Regions from separate parts of the Mus musculus genome. Here region 2 is linked to region 1. The links are chromatin contacts, called in public HiChIP or PLAC-seq maps. All regions are on one chromosome and are shown on one strand. The core of a region is the stretch at or near the end of the contact, and the rest is flanking DNA. Distances in the headings are between cores, read along the strand shown. Region 1 overlaps Eif4ebp2 (eukaryotic translation initiation factor 4E binding protein 2). Region 2 holds the start of D830039M14Rik (RIKEN cDNA D830039M14 gene).

Evidence for each region. HiChIP or PLAC-seq counts read pairs in DNA pulled down with a chosen protein or histone mark.
Region 2: an H3K27ac HiChIP or PLAC-seq map of embryonic stem cells shows a contact between it and region 1, with 6 read pairs. The contact joins the promoter of D830039M14Rik here to the enhancer-like site in region 1. A contact is called at or near these places in 6 of 39 promoter capture datasets (the 3T3-L1 cell line, 3T3-L1-derived adipocytes, the C10 cell line and 3 more), 1 of 15 datasets of contacts at CTCF or cohesin (the NIH/3T3 cell line), 3 of 484 Hi-C or Micro-C datasets (CD4 T cells, embryonic stem cells and pro-B cells), 3 of 115 datasets of contacts at active chromatin or transcription factors (all in embryonic stem cells) and 3 of 9 other capture datasets (adipose tissue, embryonic stem cells and liver).

What each region holds. Positions count from the first base shown.
Region 1 is chr10:61,437,938-61,442,739 of GRCm38.p6, reverse strand. The region is part of intron 1 of Eif4ebp2 (eukaryotic translation initiation factor 4E binding protein 2); the gene reads left to right. Among named protein-coding and RNA genes, the nearest start is that of Eif4ebp2, 12 kb to the left of the region's middle. Within about 2 kb of position 2,164, at least 11 of the 459 cell types and tissues checked have an H3K27ac peak or open chromatin away from gene starts, as enhancers often do. A contact at or near this core is called in embryonic stem cells, where this site is marked.
Region 2 is chr10:61,474,019-61,478,350 of GRCm38.p6, reverse strand. D830039M14Rik (RIKEN cDNA D830039M14 gene) reads left to right here and starts at 1,670. Exons shown (of 1, transcript NR_166099.1): 1 at 1,670-3,124. It overlaps Lrrc20 (leucine rich repeat containing 20), which reads right to left and starts at 2,518. Exons shown (of 5, transcript NM_153542.1): 1 at 2,462-2,518.

The sequences.
Region 1 (4,802 bases), core at 915-3,414:
TCTGTGTAGCTTCAGGAACACGAGCGAGCACAGTTTCTCTGTTGTGTCAACCTTGCTCATCTGGACAAGATTATCCACCCAGCTAGTCTTCATTCCACACACTGCACTCCGACGATTCCCAAGTGTGCTAGGCAGATTGCTGTGAGTTCAAGGCCAGCCCAAGCTACGAGGTGAGACTGGTTTCCACACATGCACAAAGTATGTCTTAAGTTGATGTGTGTCCAGGACATGGACTATTTCAATTTTTAATAGATTGTCTTTGATTCTTTACAGTAAATACAGATATATCCATTAGGAACTAAAAGACTTTTTTCCTGGTAATTAGCATTTTTCTTAGAGCATTTTTCTTAGAGTAGTTGGTTCTTTGGAATGGTCACATACTTGTTAATCACTAACATGCTCCTTGCTTTTTTTTCTTTTCTTTTTTTTTTTTTTTTTGTGGTTCATGGGGAAGGTAACTATCAAATAAAGCTTTTTCATTTAAAATTCAGTAATTTGGTCTGGCAAGATAATAAATTATCTCAGCAGGTACAACTAAATAAAATTGATCAAGACTTGTGCGACAGGGTGTTGGGTGGCTGATGAGGTGGCACAGCGGGGAAGGGACTTGCTGTTAGACCTGAGCTTCATTCCCAGGATGCACATGATAGAAAGAGAGAGTGGATGCCTCCAAATTATCCTCTGCACATATCCATGTGCACCGTATAGCATTTATGCCCTCGAACACACATAGGTGTACGTACATGCACACGTGCTGAATAAATAAAATGCAATTAAAATTTAATGTTAGGAAATTCAAGACAATGGATAGACAAGTAGGTAGATCAGGAGATGATGCACATAGTAGGGGTCAGTCCAAGCTGCCTTGGGAGCAATCTTGAATTTCATATGGAGCTCTAAAGGACCTGAAATAACCACATGATTGTAGAAAGTAAAAATACAGTCTTGGAGGACTCTCATCTCCTGGTTTCAAAACTTGTGATTTGCATTTGCATGTGTATCAATGGAAAGGAATTGAGAGGCCAGGAGTAGTGTGCCCGCCCAACACACAAGCACAAACACAGCATACATGCACACACATGACGCAAACACACGCACTGCTCACTCTCCCTCCCCAGTAAAGCTGCCATAGCAATTCAAATGGGACCTCTTTTCAGCAATTGGTGCCCACAGTACAACTGTGTGTCCACACACAGACGCTGAGTTTGGACCCACGGTTCACGGGTAGAGTTCGTAGAAAAGCAGGCAACAGCGCTCATAACTAACCATGGATGAAGTCATTTCTTAGGCTTGATATCAAAAGTACAAGCAGAACAACAAATATATATTGGATCTCATACAAATGCCAGGGCCTGGTAGTGGCACATATGAGCCCAGCATTTAGGACTCAAGTGTGTGTATGAGGGGAAGGGGTGCAACGGATGGTGGTTACTATAAGTTCTGGGACAGCCAGGAATTTAGAAACTTTTTTTAAAATTCTCTTTATGGGGTTGGAGAGATGGTTGAGTGGTTAAGACCTCTGCTCTTCCAGAGGTCCCGAGTTCAATCCCCTCCAACCACATGGTAGCTTACAACCATCTGTAATGGGATCTGATGTCCTCTTGTGTGTCTGAAAATTACAGTGTATTCATACATAAAGTAAATCATAAAAATAAAAAATTCTCTTTATGCCTCAAAGAATGCCATCATGTAACACATGCCCCTGGGTTCAATCCTCAGGACTTGGGGGTGGAGTGGGGGGTGGGAGAGGGTAGAGAGCCATCAAGGGGATATGGATGGAGATAGAGATATATATGCAAAAAAAAAAAAATTCTCTGTATGTGCTTGTTGTATTCAGACTATAAAGAGTAAGCTGGAGATTTAGTCAGTGGTAAAACACTTATCTAGCATAAGCAAGATGGTGGGTTCAGTCCTCAGCTCTGTGTGTTTAAAGATATGCGGTTGGCATATCTGGAACTTTTCTCCAAAGCTTTGTGTATTGGAAAACTAGTAAGCACGTGAGGAGTAAGGCTCACCAGGGTCCAGGTAAGTCTGGACAGGGGAGTGGCTTCATGTCAGCTAGGGTGGCCAGCAAGGAAAAGACTGCACTGTGTGAATTGGTGCCTTCCTACTGCCTACTGGAGTGTGAAGTCTGAGGTCATTTGGAAAACAGCAGTTCTGCAGCCAGGTAGCATGTGACTGGGCCAGTCCATATTGGGGCGTGCTCCAGGAGAATGGCTGTCTACACTATAACCTGTACATGGATATCTAGATCTTAAATCAGTGTCGTCCCTTAGTGGTTAGGGCGTGGCACCTGCTGAGATTAGCAGATGTAGTGCACATTCCCAGCATCTTCCCGACCCACCCAGGGATGGGTTATAGAAGGTGTTGTATAGAAGGTGCTGGAGACTGCAGGGAGCAGCAGACAGAGCCTGCTGCTGATTTCCTCCACCCCTCCTGCGGTGACCTTCGGCTGTAAGGTGGAGCAGCAAGAGCTCAGCAGTAACTGAGGATAATTGAAAGCATGCTCTCCTAACACAAGTTATTTGAAACTTAAGAAATCTTTGAAATTGTCCACTTAGCACTTTGAAAACACAGCAAAACCTTGGAAAAGGAAGGACATTTATCCTGCCATTTATACAGATATAATTATAGCAGCACATTAGATTATTGTGTAGCCATAGTTAGAAGACAGGATTTGAATGCACTATCAAGAAATTTTAGTGATCTCCGAAAAAAACCCTGATGATCTGAGTTCAATCCCTGGGTCCCACATGGTAGAAGAGAACAGAAAAGACCCCTACTGGGGCTAGAGAGGTGGCTCAGCAGTTAAGAGCACTGACTGCTCTTCCAGAGGTCCTGAATTCAATTCCCAGCACCCACATGGTGGCTCACAACCATCTGTAATGGGATCAATGCCCTCTACTGGTCTGCAGGCATACATGCAAACATACCCCTGTATACATAATAAATAAGTCTTTTTTTTGTTTGTTTGTTTTTTTGTTTTTTTTTTTTTTTTGTTTTTCGAGACAGGATTTCTCTGTATAGCCTTGGCTGTCCTGGAACTCACTCTGTAGACCAGGCTGGCCTCAAACTCAGAAATCCACCTGCCTCTGCCTCCCAAGTGCTGGGATTAAAGGCATGCCCACCACCGCCCGGCAATAAATAAATCTTTTAAGGAAAGAAAAGACCCCTGACATATACATGCCTTTTCATGTATATACATACATACTGTCATTAAAAAAAGAAGAGACATTTGGGCTGGGTGTGAAGTGCTTACCTGTAATGCCAGCATTTACAAAGCTGAGGCAGGAGGTCACTTGAGATCGTGGCCAGCAGGGCTGCATAGAGAGGTTCTGTCTCACAAAATAAAATGATATGGGGCTTGGGTGGATGGCTTAGCAGTTAAGAGTACTCGATGTTCTTGGAGAGGACCCAGGTTCAGTGTTCATCACCCACGTGGCAGCTCACAACCATCCATAGGCACACAGACATATGCACACATACATGTAGGCAAAACATTCATACACATAAAACAAATGATTTTTGTAAAAAACAGAAAATACGACAAAAATTTATGGTAGTAAATGTGCTAAATACCCCCAAGTTGATAACTACCTAATATATACATGAATATGAACATTTAACTATACCCCCAAAAATGTTAGTCAAAAGTGGGGGTGTCAGGCAAGTCAAATCAGCTAAAGCTCTCCCCCTTCTTTGTTACAGCCTTCTGCCCTATAGCCACGTTCCGATCATGGGTTCCCCACATGTTAGGAAGAAGCATCAGACTCGGGTGGCTAGGAATCTGTGAGCACAGTCCCAGAGAAGCTGTGCGGTGCAGTATGGTGGACAGAGTGCTGGGGAGGTTGCCTATAGATGAGACCATGAGAGTGGGGCTCCAGTGATGAGGTCCCTGTCTCCATAAGAAGGAATGGCTGGAAGCTTGCTTCTCTCTCACCCACCAGTCCATCACTAGAAACCACCGGGCAATCCGTGGTATTGTGCCATGGGAACACCTGAGAGGACCTGGAGGAGCACAGAACCAACCTTGGCACTGCCAGTTGGGTATAGCAGCTTCAGCTGCACAGAGTGTGGCTTGAGTATAGAGCCAGAGGGTTTCTAGCTGGCATCAGACTTAAAGTGCTGGATTCAGGGACAACAAATATATCAGCTACTCTCAAACACTTAGTCATTCATACTGAGTTTTCTGCAATCTAGAGGCATAGAATGGGCTCATTGCTCATAATTCAGATGCCTGTCTGAGTTAATGTATATGAGTACACTATAGCTGTCCTCAGACACACTAGAAGAGGGCATCAGATCCCATTACAGATGGTTGTGAGCCACCATGTGGTTGCTGGGAACTGAACTCAGGACCTCTGGAAGAGCAGTACTCTTAACCACTGAGCCATCTCTCTAGCCTGTGGCTTTGTTTTGTTTTGTTTTGTTTTGTTTTTTTAAGACAGGGTTTCTCTGTATAGCTTTGGCTGTCCTAGAACTCACTCTGTAGAACAAACTGGCCTTGAACTCAGAGATGCACCTGCCTCCCAAGTTCCTCCCAGGGAATTAAAGGAATGTGCTGCCACACTCGGCTTGGTTTATTGGCTTTTTGAGACAAGGTCTCATTCTTATATTTTCCTACAGAAGGTTGATCTGAAACGTATGTGTAGCCCATGGTTGACCCCATACTGGTAGCAGTTCTCCTGCGCCTCATCCCAACCCCCAGCAATTCTGACAGACTGTGAATTTGCCATTATGAATGACTTTGTAACTCTGTCTCTGAGCTACTAATTTCATTTCCTTGGAGCTATGCCCTAGGG
Region 2 (4,332 bases), core at 421-2,920, 36 kb before region 1:
CCAGTCAATTAACCTATGGGGACTTACTTAATATCTAATAGAAGCTGGGAGAGAAAGGCTGGGGAGGAAAGCATGAGCTGTTCTTGCTGGGGCTGGTGGCACAGGCCTGTCATCCTGAAGCAAGAGAATCGTAGTTCAAGACCTGTCCGGACTACAGAAATGACTTCAAGAGCAACGTAATGAGAGCTTTCTCATGGCCTTGCATTTAATCCCAGCACTGGTGTGGGGTGGGAAGGATGAGATGGGACACAGGCATTCACTTTTTCTTTTGTATGTTTTAAAAAGAGGAACAGACAATTGTCCATGTCAAACAAGAGACCAGGCTGTGGGCTGCCCCCACATCTACATAAACGATCTGAGCCCATTCACAAGCTGCCTGCACGCACATCAGCACTCTTTGGACAATCAAGGCACTGGGCACCCCTCTGCAACCAGAACAATCCACAGATCCCAGGCCGGCCCCACAAGTCTAGGTTCTAGGCTCCTAGAAGCAGGAATACAGTCAATCTACCACATAAGGATGGTGGTGGCAGAGAGTCAGGGAGAAACAGGAGCAATGGGCCCACATGGGCCCGACACATAGGCCCATGCTGCTCCCGTACAACCAGGGCCACCTATCCCAGACTCTGGATAGGGGAGACTCAGAAATTTTCAAGGAAACTAGACATGGTGGCAAATACCTATAACCCCAGCACAAGGAAAACTGAAACAGGAGGACCCCAAGTCCCAGGTCAGCCTGAGCTACAGAACAAGACAGCTCACCTGTGCCCTCCCACCACCAGTTTGTAACACAGCCCCAGGATATGTTTAAATTTGAAATCTTCTGGTCACCATCTATAAAAGCCATGCTGGACAATAAAGAGAGAGAGAGAGAGAGATTGGGTGTGGACTAGAATGATACTGCAACCACAGCATTTTTAAATTGCATGTCTATTAAGCTGCACTTATAGCTCTCCTGGGACAAACCAGGCCCACTGGTTGGACATGCCTGATGATACAAACTTCCCACTGGGAGACAAAATGAACCAGTTATATGCCTGCACAGCCTGGGGGTGAGGCCTGTGGCATGACCCCAGAAGAAGGGCCCATAGGGTGCCAGCAACAGGTAGATAAAGACAAGCCACAGAGAAGGCCTGCGGTCTGTTCCAGACCTCTGGAGGCCTTCCTGAGGAGCCTAACTAATGCAAGCAGAATTCTGGAAAGCTCTCAATGTTGTGGGGCAGCCCCAGTTGTGAGATGGAAACATCACCTTCCTCAATGAAACTGTTAATAAAAATTAACTGAAAAAAAATCACTTCTAAGAAAAGACTCTGCAAGCCATTAAGGGCTTCCTGCATTAAGCCAGGACCAACTATTAGGTCATCAAACAAGGACAGACAGGAAGTTTGCATATAATAAATTGAAGGTGAGTGTGCTATTCTGCTTTGAGGAAGCTATGATTGTGAACACTGTATAATTTCTCTGGCAGATCTGAAACTGATCTCACCTAAATTCCAAACTTGGGGCTGAGGTATTTAAACCTTGACCATGGCAATGACCCAGTCTTTAAGGGTCAGAACTCAACTTCATTATCTGCAGCCCTAAGATCTCTGCAAAGGAGCCACTGCGACACTCCGGCCGCACCAGCTGGTCCTATATTTAGTTACTGTTGTGGTCAACTGGGAACTTTAGAGCCTGGCAGCCGCTCTGCGGGGCAACCGGAGCCTCCGCAGCCATGCGCACGATCTGCCCCACCGCTGGCTCCGCTGGCTCCAGACAGACTTCGGGACCCTGCTGAAGCCAAGAGCTGATGTGGCGAGGTAAGGGGCACAATGCTAATCACACCCCAACAGTCCCAAAGGTCCACTCGAGACCAGAGCAGAGATGACCCACTTTCTCACCCAGGGGAAAGAGCCCGCTGGGGCAATGAGCTGGACACGTTGGCGCCTGGTTTCGCAGCTCAGCTTTAGAGTTGGGGAGCCCCGCGTGAGCATCCTTAGACTGTACCGACAGTACACAGTGGCCAAGGACAGGATCCCTGGACCCCATTCTCACAGCCAGTGGCTGCTCGTCTCCAGCCTCGCGCTGGCCTGGCAGACAGGAACTGGGACAAATGGAGCAAGCAGAGGGGGGACGCTGGTGATCGCAGAGGCCGGGGGCGTCCCACGCTGCCAGGGGCGGAGAGGCACACTCCCAAGTGACATGCGCAGCTGCCTCTCCCGATGGGCAAGGGCGTCTCACTGGGGAGACGGAAGCCGGGCTGTCCGAGAGCTCTAACCACGAGCCTCCCACTACCGCAAGCGATAGTCCATGACCTCTGGGCACCGCCCGAGCCATGACTCGGTGCTACCAGGTGTGCTGGGGGAGGGGAAGGGACACGGCCAAGCCCAGTGCTTTCCCTTCTGCCCCTGCCACGCTCGGCCTCTGGCCACCGTTATTCAGCGCGGCGCGAAGCCTGTGGGCCGCTGGAGGCAGCACTTACGGCGACAATGCGTCCTAGAGCCCAGCGCCCAGCACTCACGCTCCCGCGGCGACCGACGGCACCCGGTGCAAGTTCTGAGCCCGAGGGGCGGAGCCAAAGGGGCAGGGAGCTCAGCGCGCACGGCCGCTCAGCCAATAGTGACACCAGGATACGACCCAGGGCGGGGAGGGGCCAGCGCTCCGCCCGCGCGCACCAATCAGCGCGCAACTCCTCCTGCGCGCTCGGGAACCAAGGGAGGAACCGCTTTGTGTGGAGTCGGCAAAGCCAGCGCGCTAGGGGCGGGGCCCTGCATCTTCTTGTGTAGGATGCTTCTCCAGGCTGGATTTTATTTTGTTTTTAATTCCACGGATGAGCCGGGTTCAGCAGATCGGGGAACTTTGGAAAACGCAAAGAAACGCTAATTGAAGCCGCACTGTAACTTCATCTCTTCAGACTAAAGTAAACATGGAACTAAAGTCTACCTGCTTCACGGGTCGCTGTGAGAACTGATGAAGGGACTGTGGAGTCCAGCGCTGCTGCGACGCAAAAACACAACTCTCACCTCAAAGGGGATCAGAGATGGCTTATCCTAGAGCCAAATAGGAGCGACCCTAGCCCGGGAACACAAATACAGGTTATTCCATGTCCCAACATGGTAACAGTTTGATAAAAATTGTGAATTATTTTGTGCTTTTTTTTTTTTTTTTTAGTTATTTTATGCGTGTTTGCCCGCGTGTGTATTTGTGCACCACCTATGTGTCTGGTGTCCTCAGAGGCCAAAAGAGGGGTCAAATCTCCTGGGATTGGAGTTGCAAACAGCTATGAACCATCCTGTACATGATTGGACAACCCTTGCAAAGGAACGGTGTAGCTGTCTCTCCAGCCTCTTAATGAAGAACAAAGAAAAACGTAAAAACAAGGCACTTTTCAATTGTATTGGTGAGGATATCAGGTAAACAGGCTACAGCAAAGGAGAAAAAGATCTCAGCTATAGGCCCCAGATGCTAGCCTGAGAGCATTCTTAGCCCTTTGGTTGATCGGAAACTAGAGATCTGTTCTTGCACTCTGACTTACTGGATAGTTACAAAGATGTTAAGCCAAGTAGAGGGCAGAGCAATCAGTAGTTGTTAAAGGACATAAAGATGCCACAAAATGCCAGTCTGGCTCTGGACCTGCAACATTTTAACCCTTTTGTGTCACTAAATTTCTAGTCAGTAAATCAGACTAGCAAAAGATGCTGCTGTTCTTTTGAGTAATTTGTATTCACGGCTGCCAGACTAGCCACCAGGACCACAGCTTCTAAAATGTAGCCACTTCACAGATCTCCTGTTGTGTAACAGTTTCCAAAAACACTGCTTCCTGTAGGAAGCTCCTTAAGCAATAAGCACTTAAAATAGCTTTGGGAACCTCCTTAAAGAGGAAGGTAAACAAACTCAAATTAGCTTCAGGAAGTCCCTGAAACTGACCAGGTTCACTAGGCCCCTCCCTACCAGGCTAAGCAATAAACTAGTCATAACCCAACACCTCCCATTAGGGATATAATGGCCTGGGCTCTTAGAGTCCTTTCTGCTTCTCCATCCTTGAGAACTCTGTGAAAGGAGACAAGATACATTGCTTAATGATGACTCATTGCCTAACGAAGCAGAGGACACTCATATGACAATAAACAATGGGCACAAGGACCACTCAGCTGGCTACATTTTAGGCAGGCCCTCTGCTGTTTCTGAAGTGACCTGATTCTAGAACAGGTACTATTTTCCCTAGTGAGTTTGTCCTGTTGAGGTTCCTGACAGACCCCTTTGAATTGACTTTTTTTAAAAAAGTGTATGTGTGTCCATGTCCGTGTGTGTGTGGTGTTCATCTGTGAGCACAGGCACATACACATGTAAGTC